Regions from separate parts of the Mus musculus genome. Here region 2 is linked to region 1. The links are chromatin contacts, called in public promoter capture Hi-C maps. All regions are on one chromosome and are shown on one strand. Each heading gives the region's core, a stretch centred on a gene start, on an enhancer-like site or on the middle of the called end of the contact. The rest is flanking DNA. Distances are from core to core; before and after follow the strand shown. Region 1 has its middle 6.4 kb from the start of Fabp1. Region 2 holds the start of Rmnd5a (required for meiotic nuclear division 5 homolog A).

What was found. Promoter capture Hi-C pulls out the DNA fragments that hold promoters and counts their contacts.
Region 2: a contact with region 1 is called in a promoter capture Hi-C map of liver, with 5 times the contacts expected there. The contact joins the promoter of Rmnd5a here to the enhancer-like site in region 1. A contact is called at or near these places in 8 of 39 promoter capture datasets (the 3T3-L1 cell line, cranial neural crest, embryonic stem cells and 4 more), 1 of 115 datasets of contacts at active chromatin or transcription factors (embryonic stem cells) and 1 of 9 other capture datasets (macrophages).

The regions. Positions count from the first base shown.
Region 1 is chr6:71,189,857-71,197,107 of GRCm38.p6, reverse strand. No RefSeq gene overlaps it. Among named protein-coding and RNA genes, the nearest start is that of Fabp1, 6.4 kb to the left of the region's middle. Within about 2 kb of position 3,622, at least 12 of the 459 cell types and tissues checked have an H3K27ac peak or open chromatin away from gene starts, as enhancers often do. A contact at or near this core is called in liver, where this site is marked.
Region 2 is chr6:71,438,117-71,445,367 of GRCm38.p6, reverse strand. It overlaps Rmnd5a (required for meiotic nuclear division 5 homolog A), which reads left to right and starts at 4,731. Exons shown (of 9, transcript NM_024288.2): 1 at 4,731-5,370. The coding sequence starts at 5,229.

The DNA.
Region 1 (7,251 bases), core at 2,373-4,872:
AAGCTAGGTGAGGGTCAGAGTAACCATGAAACATTCATTTTTTGACAGTTCATAGTAATTATCTTAGTAATTATTTTCATTACAATTATTTTTGACTTATACCTTCTTCACTTAGTTTATTTTGTGTTAAGTTTGTATAAACTTAATACATCTGGACCATAGTCAGGGTCGTGAAAATCTCATATGTGTTGCCAAGGCTGGTGTGACTGTTATGAGGAAGAGGGCCGAGAGCTATCTAAGAAAACACAAAATGGAGCCAGGACAAGATGATGCTACCTTGGTCACTTCAATATCAAATTAGGGCTGTCCCTGAGCATCCTTGTGTGTTAAGAATTTATGTCCATTTGTAGTTACCCAACTGCTTGCACACTAGGACAGAGTAGGCAAAGTGGCTCAAAGGATAATGAGAACACGCAAGGTACCTTCTTGCTCTGAGCCTAGAATGTATATCTTTTAATGTGACTTAGTCTAGGAAGGGGATGATCTAGACACCAATCTCTAAGTGGGACACTGAATTTTTGTATTTACCTAAGTAATGAATTTAAAAGTCTAGTCTGTTAAGAAGTTGCATTGGAATTTTGTTGGGGGATCTTGTGTGTGTGTGTGTGTGTGTGTGTGTGTGTGTGTGTAAATGACTGGATGAAGTACTTAGTGAAAGCTTGTTTGAAACTGCATCCTGGGCAACAAGATGGAGAAAGCAATGATTCCCTTGTACAGAAGACCAGAAAAGGCCTGGAAGGGAAGCAGAGGGACCTATGAGGCTGTAGGCAGTGCTCCAGTGACTGCCAAGTCTGCTGCCCTCTTACTCAATACACTAAACTCAAACAAACAAGTGAGCAAACAGGAATAAGAGGAACCAGTGAGGGTTTAGAGCAACAGGCTGCTAAGATACCTCCACTGGGCAAAGCCCCTGCTTTGCCAGAGTTGATTCTGGTGCTAGTTCTTTTCTTCAAAGTGAATGCTATCCTTGTTTTAAACCCTTTCCTTCTCCTTCAAAGGCTTCTGAAGATGGAGTTGTTGGGCTGGAGATATGGCTCATAGGCACAGGTGACCTATGCCTGTCTGATGATCATGCAAGAGTGGAGCCCCGTGAAACAGCTATGACCATACCTGAGCTCCTTTCATTATATCTGTCATAGAGAGCCACTTCCACCGGAATGTGGGGTCAATGAAACTCGGGGCTTGGTGTTTCGGTGTGCCATGATGGCTGCACAAACCTAAAAAGGCTGGATTTGTGTGCTCGTTGCAGAATGTAGGCGCAGCATCCCAGCATGAAGTTGGAATTTGAGTGGTGGTTCCTAAGCAGCTAAGCACTGGAGCCAGCGGCTTTGGCTATCTACAAGTCTGTTTATTCCTTGAGTTTAAAAACTGAGGACAGTTTGAGTTGGTGGTGGCAGATCTGCCCAAGAGAAGTTCTGTTTCCTCAGAGGGTCATCAGTCTTAGGGATCAGTAGCTGTCACCAATTCGGATTCTGAAGACTTCTACATTCTGGAACAGAAACACTCCTACTATAGGTACAAGGCTGTCCTCAGCAGCCAGATGTATTAGACAGGCTGTATCTAGAACAGGCACATATGCTGTCACTAACCTGTCCAATAGGAGCTTCTGCCCCTCATTCAGTCCTTTTCATCTACCACCTGTCTAAAGAGCTAGTCCAACATGGTGGAATAGTAACTAGTAGGCACATGGTGCCTATCATAGCAGCTAAAAGATAGAAATGAAGGAAAGGGGAGGGCAGAAAAGAGGGAGGGGGAAAACCTAGGAACTTTGCAGTCTACCACCAATGAAATACTCACCAAGGTAATAGTGATAGAGTCATGCCCCTCCAGCCCACCCAGCAATTCTTACTTTGGGAGGATCTGTGGGCAGCGCCCTCTATATAGCATGCCCCCCCCCCCCACAGCCAGCTGCCCAAGGGATATCATACTCATGTAAAAGCAATATCTGACATGTCTCACACATGTCTTCTTCCCTTGGTCATAGATGTTAAGCTGCAGCTTTCTGGAGTCTAAGGCAGGCATGGGAAGGAAGGCATGAAACTTCCTACCTAGAGCAAATCAACATCAATTCCAGAGGTCTCTGGGAAAGCCTGGGTCTTGGGTAGCTTTTCTGGAATCCGAGGAAGAGAAGGACACATGAACTCTACAACACAAGTTCTAATGGAACTTCTGCTTGGCCTCTCACTCACTGTCTACCCTATGTAGGAAATGCCTTACAAATGGGGACCAACTCTGGGGACATGAGGCTGGTCCAGGGCCTGGCATAGCAGATGGAGATGCTGCAGCAGACTTTTAGACTGACAGCCAGCCTAACAGGAAGGAAACAAGTAAAACAGGCTAGGAGATGCAAGAGGAGGATTCTCCCCCTGCCCCAGACCTCACACCTCAGGCATGCCCATCTGTAGACAACACTAATAGCGTTCTTAAGTCAAGATTTTGAGGGGGATGCATGAGTCATCAAGCCACAGAGTTAGTGGCTATTTCCAAAAGCAATACTGTGTGGCTCTCACCTGTAATCCCAGCACTTGGGAGGCAGAGGCAGGAGGATTTCCTTGAGTATGAAGCATACCTGGGCTACATAGTAAGTTAGAGGCTGTCTGGACTGCAGTGTAAAAAATTATCTCAAAAAAAAAAAATCAGGGCTGGAGAAATAGCTCAGTGGTTGATAGCATTTGCTGCTCTTCCAGGGGTCAGAGTTCACTTTCCAGTACCCATGTGGCTCACAACCACCTGCAACTCCAGTTCGAGGGGATCTGATGGCCTCTTCTTACCTCTGTGGCCACCTGCAATCATGCATTATAAACTTACAGAGACATATACACAGTAAAAATGAACAATAATAAGCAAATTAAAGTCACAGTTGTGCATAGTTTTACATAAAAATTAGGTGAACATGATGACATATTCCACCTACTCACTGAGCAACCAGGTAAAGAGTCAAAGGTCAACTACAATGACAAGTTCACGTAGCGCCAACAAACAAACAAAACAAAACAAACAAAACCACAAAACCTTCCAAGACCCCAGGCACAGTTTTGGACTGTGATCAGCTCAGAGATGCAGTCTCTTTTGTTCTCAGCCCTGGGCTACAGAAGTTAAGAGCTTGGGTTAAGGCGCTGCTCTTCCTTAAGCCTACTAATGACCCTTGAGCCTCATCAGGGCTCCATTTTCCTTACCTGTTATGGTCATAATATTCTTTGACTGGTGAAAACTCTTGAGTCCTTTGAGAGCGTGAAGCTCTAGGGTCAGAACACGTGGCTTTTTGCCCTTGACAGTTTCTTAAGCAGGGTCCCTGGTCTAGGACCCAGTTATAAGTTATCACTTGGCTTGGCAGGGGTGGGTGGGGTGGGTCTTCTTCCCCATCACTATGGCCTAGTGGGTAGTGTCTCCAGTCTCAGGTTTGCTGATGGTTCTGCTGAGTCTCTTACAGGCTGGAGCCTTAGGTTTCTGCTTACAGGCCATGTGGACCCAAGCTACTGGCCACTTGAGTCTGTGTCCAGCTCTGGCAATGGCCCAAACGACCTAGCCTGATCTCATTGCTTTTCAATGAAGCTTCTACTTTCCTCAGAGTTCCTAGAACCTGGGGTGAGGGATGAGTTCATCTGAAAACTGTGAAGGTTCAACGCCCACTCTCCAGCCAGGCTTGGGGCAAACTAGTCAGTTCTTTAAAGAACTTCCCTGCAGCTAGGGCTATTGCTCGGCGACAGTTATTTGCCTATTATGCACAAAGTCCTGGTTTCAGTTCTGAATTTCCCTGTGGCAACCGCATGGAATTTCCCTGTGGCAACTATGTTCTGGCCTAAAGTGAGACCTGTCTTAACAGACCATGGTGAGGGTTTTGTTGTTTTGTTTTTTAGAAGTCTATCTTCTGAAGGAGATAACTGGGTAGGAGTGGGGTAGGGGGGCAAAAGTCAAACCCGATGCCAAACCACAACTGCAAATGGCTGTGGAGATTCATCAAGTAAAGGTGATAGCTGCGTAGCCCTGGCAACCTGAGTTCAATCCTTGGAACCCTTGCTGGTTTTTGTTTGTTTGTTTGTTTTTGTTTTGTTTTCAATTTTTATTAGATATTTTCTTCATTTACATTTCAAATGCTATCCCGAAAGTCCCCTATACCCTCCCCCCACCCTGCTCCCCTACCAACCCATTTCCACTTCTTGGCCCTGGCGTTCCCCTGTACTGGGGCATATAAAGGGGCCTCTCTTCCCAATGATGGCCTACTAGGCCATCTTCTGCTACATATGCAGCTAGAGACATGAGCTCTGGGGGTACTGGTTAGTTCATATTGTTGTTCCACCTATAGGGTTGCAGACCCCTTCAGCTCCTTGAGTACTTTCTCTAGCTGCTCCATTGGGGGCCCTGTGTTCCATCCAATAGATGACTGTGAGCATCCACTTCTGTATTTGCCAGGCACTGGCAAAGCCTCACAAGAGAGAGCTATATCAGGGTCCTTTCAGCAAAATCTTGCTAGTGTATGCAGTGGTATTTTGACTCTGCACACTAAGCTTTCTGTTCTTATAGAAACATCACAGTTTAATTATAGAAAGCAAAGGCAATATTTTTAATGCCATTCTTTGGCATATAGGTATCAAAGTAGTATATCTTTTGATTATATTGTGTTAAGATGTTTGGCTTTTTAAAAATCCTGTCTCCATTGCTGAGTTTTATTTTTTTAAAAAAATCATTCAGTGAATTTTGTGCTGGACAGAAATTCCAACTTCTCAAATGGTCCTGTATGCACTTCTGCCATTTTGTATGATGTATTTATGTGAAGTCATATTTTCAGAATTGACCACTCTAGAATCAGAATTCTGATCAACTCTGAAACATGTTACAGTACCCATACCCTACAGTGTCAAATATTAGGTCAAGATTTATTCATGTAAAAATAAACAAACACATTCATCTTATTTACATGCAAAATTGCTCCTATCTTTAACAAATGGTAAAAGTATATGCATACAGAGAATTATTTTAAAGTGAATTTCTTTTTTAAAATTTTAATTTATGATTTGTTATTTGTGCTGTGGTGTGGTGTGGTGTGTGTGTGTGTATACATATGATGAGTGTGGATAATTTTGGGGAGTTGATGCTGTCTTCCTGCTGCAGGTTCTGGGGCTTGAACATGTTGTGAAGCCTGTGTGGTAAGTGTGCCTTTCTCCAACTGTTGAGCCAACCCAACCATCACAAGGTAAATGTCTTTTTAAAAAAAAATGCTTTATGGCAGAAACCACTTACAAAAGACTAAGGCATGGGAGTGACTTTTCTGGAGATGGACCACCCTTTTGCATGGCTGACGGGCAAACTCTGAATTGCAGGGCCTTCAGAGATTTCACCCCAGGATTGCATTTACTGCTGATATGCCTTTCCTGTCACTATTACATAGCCTAATGATTTCCTGGGCATTATAGCCCACCCTATTGGGCAGATTTTCCAAAGACCAACATGAAGACATACTCTTATGTAGTAATGTTGTATAGGTAAATTGATGATTTCATAATTTCTAATAATGATTTTATAGAATCCCCAAATGTATACAAGTAATTTTGAGCCCTCTATAGAATGAATAACTGCAAATAGAACTCTTTAAACCTTTATATGACAGGAGCTAATTGCAGTAGGATAAGAAAGCAGACTTGGAACAAATTTATGATCATGGGAAACATTCCTTCTAGGTTAGCTGAGACCACTCTCTGGTAACTAAAGGTAATAAACTGGGAAGGGACAATTATTTTAGGTGCAAGGACAAAAAATAAAATGTAGACTAGTTTATCCATACAAAACTTCAAAACTAGTAAGACACAAAGCAGATGATTTGTCTCTTGACAAAACTATGCTAACTTGTCACATACAAATTATTGCTTTAAGCTTATAATGAACTTATGGGGTTAATAACAGATAATGAACGTTTAGTCAGGTGCTAGTCTTAATGGAAAGATATGTAAACAATTCTGCTGTTATTCCTTAAGTCTTATTGATTTATGACATGAATTAATGTCTTAAACTTATTGAACTTATTTGTAATGTAAAAGTAATTAGAAAATCATGTTATCAATTATTCTGTTATAACAGTTTACCTGCTAGTTGTATAAGGTAATTTTATAGAGTTAGTATATATACTAAAAGCAGAAAGTAAAGAGAGATTCAAGCCTATTTTCTTTTTCATCTAGAGTGAGTGTTTTTTCTCCTAGTGTGACTTTCTTTTCCCTTTTCTCTGGCTCAGAAAGAGTTAAGAACCCCCAGCCTCTCTCCTGATCATGAAGGGGCCTGTGAAGAAAAGAACAAAAAGCCTGAGTGAGTAATAAAAGTCCTTCCTTAGTCTCTGCTGCCAAACAGCAGGTGTTAATAGCCAGAAGCCAGCAAGTTTTGGCCACAGAATAGAAAGGTAAAATTTAAGAAAGGTAAATATTACCAAAAGCAAGCAACTTTTGCCCTTGCAAAACCGGAAAACCACCAAGAGCACCTATTGCTATTTTCCTCAGTGTCTAGTGCCGTGGCTGGACCATGGCACTTCTATCATCATTTTACTTTATGTGTATAGATTTTTTGTCTGTGTGAATGTTTTTGCACAATATGCATGTCTGGTGCCCATGGAGGCCAAAAGAGAGCAGCAAATCCCTAGAACTGGAGTTTCAGGCAGTTATGAGCTATGTGAGGGTGCTGGGAATTGAACTGTGGTCCTCTGGAAGAGTTGCTAGTGCTCTTCATTGCTGAACCATCTTGCTTATCCCTCTCTTTCCTTCTTTCTTTCTTTCTTTCTTTCTTTCTTTCTTTCTTTCTTCCTTCCTTAATTAATTAATTAAAATATTATTGATGTGTGTGTGTGTGTACGGTATGAAAATGGGGGCGGCACACACGTCGCTGTGATCATGTGGAGATCAGAAGACAACTTTGTGGAGCCTATTCTCTCCTCCCACCTTTATGTGGGTTCTGGGTATTGAGCTCAGGTTACCAGGTCTGCACGCACCTTTGCTCACTAAACCATCTTGCTGGCCTGTAAATTTCTCTATTAAACACACACACACACACACACACACACACACACACACACACACACACACACGATAAGTGCATTCAACAGACAACCTTTTCTCTATACAGTGACTTCTTAGAACTGTCCTTGTCTAAAATGAGACCTTCTGATCATTGCTTTATGGTCTTCAATGTCTTCTTGACAGCCTGGGGTGATGTGGGAAGGGATTCAAAGAATGTGCGGACTGTTCTAATTAAAGAACACAAAATATATCACTA
Region 2 (7,251 bases), core at 3,482-5,981, 250 kb before region 1:
TTCAGCTACATAATGGGTTTGAATCCAGCTTGGGATACTCCAGATTCTTTCTCAACAATAAAATGGAGTAGTAAATGCGATGCAATCTCTCCTTGGTAAAAATGCAAGTGGCGGCGTTCCTATAGGAATAACTAGGGAAATCCATCCCAAAGCCGAGCTTCTAAATCCCCATCCCAGGTCTTGGAGTTTCCAAGGATTTTTGTTTTCTACTTTTCTTAAAATTAATGTTTTTTTGATCAAAAGATAAAAAGCTTCCCCTTCCATATTAATTAATTGCCTTGTTGCTGCAACCAAGTGTTGACCAAAGCAATTCAGGGAAGGGTGTATTTTGGCTCAAAAATGAAAGGAGCAGCTATGTGGTAGGAGTAAAGTCATGGCAGGCAGCAGAAGTGTGAGGTGTCACATTGCAGCCACAGTCCAGAGGCAGAGAGACAGTGCTATGTTGCTCAGCCAGTGTTTCCTCTTTTTTCAGTCTGGGGCACAGCTCATGGTATAGTGCCAGCTTACCTTGGGGGCAGATATGTCGTCCCATATCAAATAACCTAATCTAGAGACTCTCTTACAGGTATTCTTAGAGGCTCCTAGTGATTCTAGTTCTCATCAAATTGGCAGTTAATATTATCCACCACATGCCGTTTCTTTTATTTAGCCTGGTTCAGGATAAAATGCGGGGTCTTAGGCATGCACAGGATCTCCGAGCTCTTCTCTACTTTTTAGTTAATGTTTATTTACATCCCACAGTGTCAAATTTAGAGTAGAGGGGAGGACCAGAGCAGATTCCGGAATAACTAACTGCAAAGAAAAGGTTCTCTGCGCTGAACAGAACACAGTCGCAAGGAGTCCATTCAACACCACACAGGACTTTCCTTGTGTGTATAAATTTCTCGTTGTGGTTCTAAAAAATGCAAAAATCATAGAGATATTATTTGTGGCTGGTCTGGAGACTGAGTGACCCTCCCATATCTGTTCATCGCTGTGACAAACTGCTTACAGAAACAACTTAAAAGGGGAAGAGGTTTACCCTGCTGATGGTTTGAGAGGAGTCCATCCAGATTCGTGAACCCAGGAAGAACACAGCTGTGGCAGAAGCCTGGCATGGAGAAGGATCTTCACTTCACAGTAGGCGAAAATCCGAGATCAAGGGAGGGACTGGGAACCAGCAGTAACTTTCCAAGATTCACCCACACGACCTACTTCTTCCAATGAAGCTACCCATCCTACAGTTTCCAGAAATTTTAATTTAATTTAAGTAGCTACATATACTTTGTATATCTGTGCAGGCGCAGGTGTTACCAATAAATACAATTTGTCCTGTTATTGGAAGAGAAAAATCTGAATTCCCAACTACTGAGACCAGATAGGGATCAGGTGATCATACACGAGCCCACAGGGAACGTTTCACACTCAAACCTATCCTTTTTTAAAGTTTCATCTTACTTAATTTTTTAAGTCTTTACACTCAGCCATCTAAGTTCAGTGCCTTGAGAGGGGATCAGATCCCCTGGAACTGAAGTTACAGATTGCTGGCTTTGAACTAAAACCAAGTCCTCCTGAGGAGTAGCAAGGATTTTTACCCCCCAGACCATCTCTCCAGTCCCTCCAATACTTCTTGCTTCTAACGATCCTTCTTTGAGAACCCAGCATTTGGGATTAACACAGTTATGGACTGTGTGAGAAGACCCATCCCAAAAGGGGACAGAAAAGTCTCTGATTTTCCAAGCACTAGTGTATCTCTGAAGCTTCTCACCTAACTTCCTGCTTTCCTTCAACGTACACTTGAGAGCACCTTTTCTGTTTAAGTCAAAGAGAAGGAAAAGAAGTCAGCTCTGATCTAGGAACTACCAATGTAGTTAAGTGAATGTCTCAGTGAGGGTTTTCATTGCTGTGATAAAGCACCACAAACAAAAGCAACGTGAGAGAAAAGGGTTTATTTCTGATTATAACACTCCATCGGGAAGTCAGGACAGGAATCAAGACAGGAACGTGAGGCAGGATCTGAAGCAGAGGCCATTGAGGAGTGTTGCTTATTGACTTGCTCAGCTTACTTTCTTAGACAACCTAGAATCACCTGTCTAGAGGTGACACACACTCTCTGTGAGCTGGTCTTTCCAGAGAATAGTTATTAGCCTTGCTTACAGGTGGCCTGACAGACAGAGTTTTTCTCAGTTGAGGTTCCTTTTTGTAAATAACTAATATTGCCAAGTTGACAATAGATTAGCCAGGCCAACACACAAGGTGTAGTCAACTAGATACTAAACTATGGGGCATGTCCATGTTGCATGAAGTCCTAGTAATTTTACTGTGGTCATGGTCTCAATCAGCACTATTAGACCTCTCACCATGGAGGGAGATATCCTGATTAGTCACCGTAGCTTACTGAGAATCTGAAATGTGGTTAGTACACTTAAGGAACTGAATTTTTGATTTCACATGAATTTTAAGTAGCTACCTGGGATTGGTACTTTGTGTATCTGTGCAGACTCAGGTGTTATCAATAGATAGAATTTGTCCTGTTGCTGGAAGAGAAAAATCTGAAAGCTTATGATAAGTAATCAGCATGGGGCTTGGCATGAATGAGCCGTGCTCGGCTCACACTGAGAGTAACAGTGCTGGGTAGTAGGATGGGGCTGTGACAGGTCACACTGGGCATCATGCAGCTCACTGGATTTGAAACTGCAGTTAGTGAAGAGTCATTACTTCTGATTGGTAGCTAAGAATAGCTCTTACAGCCGGGCGTGGTGGCGCACACCTTTAATCCCAGCACTTGGGAGGCAGAGGCAGTCGGATTTCTGAGTTCGAGGCCAGCCTGGTCTACAGAGTGAGTTCCAGGACAGCCAGGGCTACACAGAGAAACCCTGTCTCGAAAAAAAAAAAAAAAAAAAAAGAAAGAAAAAGAAAAAGAATAGCTCTTACATGCGCCAGGCATTATGTTGAAGGTCTTACATGGATTATCTCATTTATTTAGTTATTCAAACAACTTCTAGGAAAAAAAAGGGGAAGAAGAGAGAGAGAGAGAGAGAGAGAGAGAGAGAGAGAGAGAGAGAGAGAGAGAGTGTGGGTGTGACTGAAACTATCAAGGAGATCCTTGGTTCAAGGGGAAGAACAAGGTTTGTCTGTGCAGTGTGGCAGCTAAAGAAGGAAACAGCTTCAGAGGGGTCAAGTGAAGGTTGCTAAGTCAGGTCCACTCCATCCCCAAGCAGGAAGAACTAAAGTACAGCCAGGCAAGGACGCTCTAGACAGCAGTAAGATGATGCCAGGCACCCTCGGGCTTGTTTTACAAAGGAAGAGGGCCCTTTCTTCTTTTGGATGCCTGAGTATTTTCACAAAATGGATGGTAGCTAGAAAACCTTTTGAGGAGAATGGCAAGATTGATGGAGCTAAAAGGTTTTTTATTTTCGAGAAGTAGGAATCAGGGCCATCTGCCAAGAAAGAGGACTAAAAGCAAATGGCGTGATGAGGGACAGAAAGGAGCCCTGAAATACCATCAGCTGAACTTCCAAATATCCAGGACCACTAAAGGCCATCATATATAACCACCCGCCCACTAGCTGCCACATTATAAAAACGGAAATTGAACTTTAAAAAGGTTACCACCTGAATTAAAGGAAAAGAAAGACTGTCCACCAGGGTGCTGGCTGTGTTCTAGAAACAAACAGGCCACAACAAAAGGGGTTACCCTTCATAGTATTACTTAAGTGGTGCAACCAAAACAAGCAAAACTCCAAACAATTATTATTTTAGACTTTGACAAGTGATGTGTGAGAGAAAAAAAAAATTGTGCTGTAAGAGATACAATGAATTGATGGAGAAAATTCGGGGAGGCAGAGGTGATACAACCATGGTGGAAGTAGGAATGCTATGAGCAGGCAAGCAAGCTGGCAACTGCAGGCCCAGGAAGGCGGACTCTCCCAGGCCCAGGCTGTGAGGCAGGGACTTGACGAAAAGCTAGTAGGGTAGAAGCCTGGTGAGCAAGAGGGCACAGGCCAAGGCCAGAACCCCGTGGTAAACCAGGGCAAAAGCCCTACGCCAAGGTAAGGGCAAGGAGCAAGGGCCAGGTTGCTCAGCTCGCCCACGCGTGTTCGTGACCGCCGCCAAGATGCCCAGCACGTGGACAAGGCGACAGGGAAGGCCACTTGCAGGCCGAGGGGCGTCAAGAACGAGCCAACGCTGGGCGCGGGCCATCCCTCTAAGAGCTACCACCTTCCATCGGGTTAGTGACCCCGCCCGGGCCCTCCGCCACTAGGCGGCCAGACAGACATCCTTTGGCCCCGGAGGTGGGCCTCTCAGTCGAAACTCCGGCCAAAATTCCATGCGGAGAAAACACAAATTGCAATCAGGGCGAAATCCTGGAGAAAACAGCCCCGTTAATTGCTGTCATGTTTCCCCTCGCGGCTTCCCAGTAGAAGCGCCAAGCTCCGCTCTTCAAGCCAACCCCCCTCCAACAGCGAGCGCATTGGTTTGGCTCCTCAGTCTGGATTGGCTGAAGTTTTACGCCTCGGCCCAGGATTGGAGGATGTTTGTCTCGCTCCTAACCCCCGCGTCGATTGGTCACTCTTCTGCTTCTGGGCGGAGCATCCGGGGACGGTTTCCACCCTCTTGTTTACCGGCCGCGTAGTTGACGCTATCGCTAAAGTTCCCTGTTCAGCTGCGCGGGCCAATTGCGTCGCTCGCCCCGCCCTCGCCCCGCCCTCGCCGCGCTCCCTCACGGCCTCCCGCGTGGTACGGCCCACACCTTCAGAACGCCCGCGCGCCCTCCGCCCGTGCTCGCCCGCTGCTTCCCCCTGACCCCTCGCCGAGTCCGCGATTGGTACGGCCCGCGCCGCCTCCTCCGCTCGTGAGGGAGGCTCGACCCCCTCCCGGGCCGCGGCTATTGGTGCCGCCCGGGAGAACCAGGTCATCGGCCGGTTCCCGTGAAAACAAAAACAATCGGCGGCGCCGCCGAGGGGCGGCCGAACGCGGCGAGCCAGGGGGGCCCGGGGCGAGACGCGGCGCCGGGTAGGGCGGGCGAGCGAGCGCGAGCGGCGGGGCCGGGGCGCCATGGGGCGGGAGGGCACAGGCTGCGCGGGGCTCCCCCGGCGCCGCGGCTAGCGCGCCCGTCTTGCCTTCGCCTCCCGCGCCGCCCGCTCGCCGCCTTGGGGGAGGAGGAGCAGGACGCGGCCTCGGTGGGGCCCGGGCCGAACCACTGCGGACCCCCGGGCGCCGGGGAGCCGAGCGCCGCGGTCTCCGGCATGGATCAGTGCGTGACGGTGGAGCGCGAGCTGGAGAAGGTGCTGCACAAGTTCTCGGGCTACGGGCAGCTGTGCGAGCGGGGCCTGGAGGAGCTCATCGACTACACCGGCGGCCTCAAGCACGAGATCCTGCAGAGCCACGGTGAGGGCGGGCGCGTGGGCGCGCGGGGGTCGGGGCCCTGCGCTGCGTCTGCTGGTCCCCAGGCCGCGGCGACCCGCCCGGAAACGCGGTGGCCTGGGGCGGGGCTGGGGGTCTTGCGGGGTCCTGCGGGCCGCAGGTGTGCGAGTGATAACGAGGGTCTGCGCAGGACTTTGTCTAGTTTTCGGCCTCGCAGACTTTTCTCCCTGATGGTTCTTAGTTTAACGTTCTTAGCTGTGGGTTGGTTTCTACATCATCGGCTGCTGCAACTTCAGAGTTGGACTGATGTGGGCAGGCAGTTCTTCTAAACTCTTCCTAGGAAGCCGGCCGATTTAAACCATTCAGCGTCCCTGCTGTAGCCTCTGTACAGTCCGACCGGGCAGATGTCGAGTTGCTAGTTACTTACCTAGTCCAGTTTGTACTTGTTAATAATCCTTTCAGAAAACAGCTTTTCCGTAGAAGGTGTTTTGCCTACGTTATTTCATCAGTGGCCCTACGTCTTGTACCACAGATGCCAAGGCTAACTCTGAGAAAGAGTTTTGTGTTTTAAAAATAACACTAAAGGTCTGGTACCTTGGAGCCACAATGCTGACTCTTTCTGAATGAGAGATAAAGGACTTGTAATATTATGGATTTACTCAAGAGTCCGGGCCCTTGTCAGTTTTGTGGGCTGAACAGAAATTAAAGGGATATTTATTAGTCAGGGAGAAATGAGGATGTAGCAGGTGAGATTAAGGCAGTGTTAGCCCTGCCTCTCCTCTCCTTTCCTCTACACCTTTATTTCCCAAACACTTCAGTTGTGGGTGACTGCTCCTCCCTGGTAAAGGAGTCTGACAACTTCTGACACAGCTGTCACTTTGGAACGCTGTATAAATATATGCAAAACATGTTGATGGCTTCATGCGAAAAGATTATTTGACTGAATTGATGGTGATGGTATACTTGATGCTAACAGAATAAGGTGGGGTGTGAGAAAATCTGTTGAATTTTGACTCATGAGATTAAAGGGTTTGAATATATGTGAGGTGTATATATAATATATATATATATATATTACATATATACATACACACATATATGGATAGATATAGATATTCTTGGAATATATGTGAGCTAAAATTGGTTGTTTTCTTTTGCTTGTGGTGTTTTGAGGTAAAATCTCTCTGTGTGGCCCAAGCCAGCTTTGAATTTATAATCTTGTCTTCATCTTTCTAGTGTTGGGATTCCCAGTGTGCCCCTCTGTGTTTTCAGATATTTCTAGAAGGACAGTGGAGATCATAGGATGTGAGATGAAAGATCTTAGGCTCTAAACACAACCAAAGTAGAGCAGAAATGAAAAGGGCAGAAAAGGATAAAAAGAGAGCTGCTTAGCTGGTACTTGACATTTTGTGGACAAACCAGATTATTTCAGGCTAAGAAAAAAATAGTGCATACCGAAGTAGAAGGCAGTCAATCCAAGGTGGTCCTAGCTCAGGGCTTAAAGACACCGAACACCCCCCTTTCCCAGAGGACATCTTTGTCTTTTGACCGAAAAGGAGAAAGCCAGTAGGGGACGAGAATGAACATAGGGCCTACACCTGGAGAGGCAGAAGGAATACTCCCTTTTGGGGGACCAGGTCAGAGATTGAGGGGTTGCTTGAGAGAGAAAAGATAGAGAACAGAGTCCTTTCCAGAAGAGTGATTATGGAAGAGGAGAAGTGGTGGTGAGGTTTGTTTTAGGGAAGTTGCAGTCAGTTCCAGATGGTTAAAATGATTGTAAAAATTGCCAGGTCAGGGATTTTAGGCCTCTTTGCTAGTAAGGGAATGTTTCACAAAGCCTGTGGTGTGAGGGGTAGTAGGCACAGTGTATATACCATGCTGTTATAACAGGTAGTGGGGCTTGTT